Regions from separate parts of the Ovis aries genome. Here region 2 is linked to region 1. Evidence: chromatin contacts called from public Hi-C data. All regions are on one chromosome and are shown on one strand. Each heading gives the region's core, a stretch centred on a gene start, on an enhancer-like site or on the middle of the called end of the contact. The rest is flanking DNA. Distances are from core to core; before and after follow the strand shown.

The links. Hi-C and Micro-C count contacts between places; a contact is called where the count stands out from the background.
Region 2: a Hi-C map of hypothalamus shows a contact between it and region 1, with 5 times the contacts expected there. The contact joins the promoter of HNRNPH1 here to the promoter of SQSTM1 in region 1. A contact is called at or near these places in 2 of 16 Hi-C or Micro-C datasets (hypothalamus and skin fibroblasts).

Annotation. Positions count from the first base shown.
Region 1 is chr5:1,204,884-1,207,506 of ARS-UI_Ramb_v3.0, forward strand. It overlaps SQSTM1 (sequestosome 1), which reads right to left and starts at 1,318. Exons shown (of 8, transcript NM_001163043.1): 1 at 1,114-1,318. The coding sequence starts at 1,318.
Region 2 is chr5:1,462,054-1,464,676 of ARS-UI_Ramb_v3.0, forward strand. HNRNPH1 (heterogeneous nuclear ribonucleoprotein H1) reads left to right here and starts at 1,336. Exons shown (of 13, transcript XM_060415347.1): 1 at 1,336-2,623. It also overlaps the pseudogene LOC114114979.

The DNA.
Region 1 (2,623 bases), core at 68-2,567:
GAACATACGCGAACCTTAAAAACATCATGCCAAATAAAAGAAGCCAGTTACAACAGACTACATTTCTACATGAACTGCCCAGAACAAGGGAATCCATAAAGTAGGTTAGTGGTATCTGTGGCTGGAAGCATGGGATGGGAGGATCGCTAAAGGGCAGAGTTTCTTCAGAAGGTGATGGAAAGATTCCCAGATGACTGTGATAATGGCTGCAGAAATCCGTGAATATGGTAAAAACTGTACACTTTGAATGGACGAATTCTATGGGGTGGTAGCTCAATAAAATCGCTAATTTTTAAACAGGTGGAAAAAAAAGTTGGGAGCCTGGCAGCAGTCCAGAAGAAGGTCCTAGCACCGCCCCACGTACATGGGCCCGCCTCCCTCCCAGCACAACAACCTCCGCTAACCCCACACCCAGCAGCCAGCTTCTCACCCGCGCAGCTAGAAACTGAGCTGCCTCCTGGACTCTGTCCCTACACCATTACTTCTAAGAACGTTTTCTCTTGTGCCTCTCATCACTGCCAGTGGGATAACGCCTGGATTCCGCCTAGCCCTGGCTGTTCGTGAGGCTGCTCGACCTCTGCCAGCCGCCCGCCAGTCGCGGGCCAGGCCGCACCACCGAGCGCCTCGCCTCCCGGGGCGTTTAACGGCGTCACCGCTCTCCCCGCCGGCCCTTCCGCGGCCGCCCGCCCCGGCTCTTCCGGGTTCTCGCCACAGCCCCCGCCTGGCGCCGGCAGACCCGGACTGCGGCAGCCAGGAGTCGGTGTAACCCGAGAGGCGCTGGGGGAGCAGGTGAGGACGCCCGCGCCCTCGCCAAAACCTGCACTATCACCGCGGGGGGGAGGCCTCTCAGGCCGCCAGGCCTGAGCCTCGCCGGGAGGGCCTGGCGGCGCCAGACGCCCCCCTCGAGGGCTGGCTGCGGCCGCCGCTCCTCGTCAGCAGGGCGGCACCAGGACCGCGCTAGGGGCCCACGCGGGCCGCCGTCCACCCGGAGAGCCGCCAGCGAAAACCCCCGCGGGCGCCGCCCAGGCCGAGGCGAGGGGCCGTTGGCCCGCCCGGCAGGGCAGGGCTGCGTCACGGCCCCGCACCGCTGCCGAGGGCGCCGGGCCCGCTCACCGCGGTAGTGCGCCTGAAAGCCGCCGGGCCGGAGCACAGGAAAGAGCGCAGCCACACGGCTCAGCAGCCGCTCACAGGGCCGGGGGCCAGGGGCGGCCTCGGCTTCGGCCTCGGGCTCCGGGCTGAAGCAGAAGCTGAAGCGGCGGATCTCGCGGGCTGCGTCTTCCTTGCCCAGAAGGTAGGCCTTCACCGTGAGCGACGCCATCACCGCCACTGGAGGAGCTGGAGCACAGCTGGGCAACAGCGGGCGGAGGCGCGCGGCTTTTGTAGGGACGAGGGAAGCCGCGCCCCCCGCCACCGTCTTCTGGGGGCGGGGCCTCAGCGCCCGGCCGGGGCTCGCGAGCCGCCCTCCGGGAGCCCCAGGCTCACTGCCCGCTCGTCTCCGCCGGGCCCCCTCATTGCCGCCCCCTTTCATCACCGCCCCTAATGCACCAGGCACCCCAAGAGGCCGGCCCCCTACTCCGACATCAAAGATCTTTCGCCAGCCTCTTCACCTGGGGACCCCTCCCAGGTCTGGTCCTGGCTGTGACTCAGCAAAGCAGAACCCAGGAGGCCTGGAGATGCCCGGTGCAGGAGGAAGGTGGGCGACAGAAGCCCGAAGCCAGGAAGCTCCTAGGCGCTCAGCGGGCACCGCCATCTAGAACAAATTGGCTCCTGACGTGCTGTCCTGACCTTGCCACTCTTGGCAGAAGCCCCTCCCTTTGAAGCCATCAGCTTCTCAGGTGGCAGCCCACTCCACCATCCCCAGCATCCTCCATGACAGCCCTTTACTGAGTCTTGGAGGGACAGACCCTCCCAACTGAAGCGCAAGCAGCAGCTCCCAGTTTGACAGAGGGTAGGGTTGAGAGGTGCCAGGACAGCACAAAATATTCCCATCTCCACCTGACCCGGAGGGCTTGCTAAGGCTTCCTGGAGCCTCAGTAGCCACCAAGTGTTCAAGTGCTCCCTAGAAGACTCGCCATTGGTGCCTGGACACCCATTTGTCATCAGGTGGTACCCAAGGGCCTGAGGGGGTCTCAGGTCTGTTGCCTCATGAGCAGCCCAATAGGCAGATCAACAGCCTACCGCCTTCCTGTGCTGGGCATCTCCAGTTTTATGTGACAAAAGTGACCTGTTCAAACAGCCTGGGGGAAGGGGTTGGGATGCGTGTCTTAGAAGAAGGTAGTCGAGAAGGTATGTCACCCTATGAACCCTCCCAGGTATGGTTCTGTGAGTAGAAAGTCAAACCTGCTGAGTCAGATTCATGCTTTTTCATGGTGGGGTTTGTGGAAGAAGGTAAAACTTCAAGGAATAAGGGGAAACCTGGAGACCACAGGAAGGTCAGTTGGATTTGGCTAGTCAGATGCACTGGTGCGATGCTTGTGGAAGCACAACTGGGGCCTGTTCACAGGGTGGCTTGTCCTTCCCAGAGAGCTCCAGAGAAGGCAAGGCTTTGAACTGCTGTCTAGAACCCTGTAGAGAGGACAGTCTGTTCTCAGGCTTCTCCCGGCATCCCTACTTTGAGCCTGAG
Region 2 (2,623 bases), core at 86-2,585, 260 kb after region 1:
CTGCAAAGTATTCTACTACATACCTCAGTTTTTCTGAACTTTTTTTTCTCCCCGACGTGAAATATTTATAGCATAGGTACACCGTACCTCTTGTTTACGTACTGTGGCCAAAAACCATTGTAATAGCTTAGTTGTATTCTCTCCTCCTCACACTCAGGAATCAATTTTGCCCCTGATGATGATTTATGATAAGGTTGTACCATAATTTATTCAATACACCATTTGACATTTAGGTTGCTTCTAAAATTTACCTGTTTCATGCTGTGATGAACATTCTCATAAATTTTAAACTGTGCAAAAGTGGAAATGGAATGTTTGGGTCAAACGGGATGTATATATTTTTTCAAACTTTTAAACTTTTTATTTTGTATTAGGATATAGCTGATTAACAATGTGTGGTAGTTTCAGGTGAACAGTGGAGGGATTTAGCCATATGTGTATCCATTCTCCCCCAAAACCCTCTCCCAAAGATGTGTATTTTTTAAAGACTTTGAATATATATTGCCAGTAGCCCTCCTGTGTACCAGTCCAATGTGCATGGAATCCCACATCTTGGTGACTTCAGCCAAAATGCTCTCTATTCTCCTCTAGCTCCATTTGCAATTGAGGGCAAGCAGCATCACCATGCTTGTCCCATCTGAGTCCTCTTCACACCCAACAATAATTTTCCTTTTCAAACAAGTCCTGTGGTACCCGGATGAAGACCTGCCAAGGCCTGCCGCATTTGGAGTTATCACCATTGTCAAGGCCTAAATGGCCTTTCAGGATTGGGCCTGGCCTACCGCTGTGAACTTATCTTGGATTATCCTCTTCTTCTATTCCATTTCCTCTTCAGTTTTCTCAAACCCATTAAAACTGGAAAACAGAGTGTGTTACTTGACTCTTAGCTTGTCGGGGATGGTAGCCAAGACCGGCGTCTACTTCTGTTGCCTGCGCCTGCTGAGCCATAGCCCCCACGTGTGAGTGCGTCTCCATCTGAGTTGGCCAGGCTTATGTCCAGATCCGCAATGCCTGCTGGGAGCTCTACTGCCTGGAACACGGCATCCAGCCCGATGGCCAGATGCCAAGTGACAAGACTGTTGGGGGAGAGGACTCCTTCAACACCTTCTTCAGTGAGACAGGTGCTGGCAAGCACATGCCCAGAGCAGTGTTTGTAGACTTGGAACCGAGTCATTGATGAGGTGTGCACTGGCACCTACCGCCAGCTCTTCCACCCTGAGCAGCTCATCACAGGCAAAGAAGATGCTGCCAATAGCTATGCCCGAGGTTACTACAACACTGGCAAGGAAATCACTGACCTCGTCTTGGACCGAATTTGGAAACTGGCTGACCAGTGCACAGGTCTTCAGGGCTTCTTGGTTTTCCACAGCTTTCGTGGAGGAACTGCTTTTGGGTTCACCTCCCTGCTGATGGGACGTCTCTCTGTCAATTATGGCAAGAAGTCCAAGCTGGAGTTCTCCATTTACCCAGCCCCCCAGGTTTCCACAGCTGCAAGTGAGCCCTACAACTCCATCCTTACCACCCACACCATCCTGGAGCACTTGGATTGTGCCTTCACGGGAGACAATGAGGCCATCCATGACATCTGTTGTAGAAATCTTGATACTGAGTGCCCAACCTACATGAATCTTAATCTCCTTCTTGGCCAGATAGTGTCCTCCATCACTGCTTCCCTGAGGTTTGATGGTGCCCTGAATGTGGATCAGACAGAATTTCAGACCAACCTGGTGCCCTATCTCCGCATCCACTTCCCTCTGGCCACATCTGTCATCACTGCTGAGAAAGCCTACCCTGAACAGCTTTCTGTAGCAGAGATCACCAATGCTTGCTTTGAGCTAGCCAACCAGATGGGGGAATGCAACCCTCACCATGGTGAATACATGGCTTGCTCCTCCTGTTGTACTGTGGTGATGTTGTTCCCAAAGACGTTAATGCTGCCACTGCCACTAAGCATAGCATCCAGTTTGTGGATTGGTGCTCCACTGGCTTCAAGGTTGGCATTAATTATCAGCCTCCTACCGTGGTACCTGGTGGAGACCTGGCCAAAATAAAGTGAGCTGTGTGCATGCCGAGCAACACTACAGCCATCACTGAGGCCTGGGCTTGCCTGGACCACAAGTTTGACCTGATGCATGCCAAGCATGTCTTGGTTCACTGGTACGTGGGTGAGGGCATGGAGGAAGGAGAGTTTTCTGAGGCCCGTGAGGACATGGCTGCCCTCGAAAAGGATTATGAGGTTGTGTGGATTCTGTTGAAGGAGAAGCAGAGGAAGAAGGAGAGGAATACAAATTACCATTCCTTTGAGGCCTGCAGCATGTCATACTCAGAGCTTCAGCATTAGCTAGCTGACAGGCATAAAAACTTTGACTACACTGTCTTCGCTTTCAACTGTGATCATGGATTGCTTTTCCATGTGTATCTGTAAGACTTTTGTCCAGTCTCAAAATGAAGATTTTAAGGAAAAAAACAAAACAAAACACAAAACCCCCAGAACTGGATGTGGCTTCTACACCATTGCAGGGGTGAAAACATGTTTTACTTGTATCTACCCATGGTGGTACTCAAGACAGACCTGTGCTGTGTTACCCCTGGCTTGAGGACAACTGGGATCAGACAAGGGGAG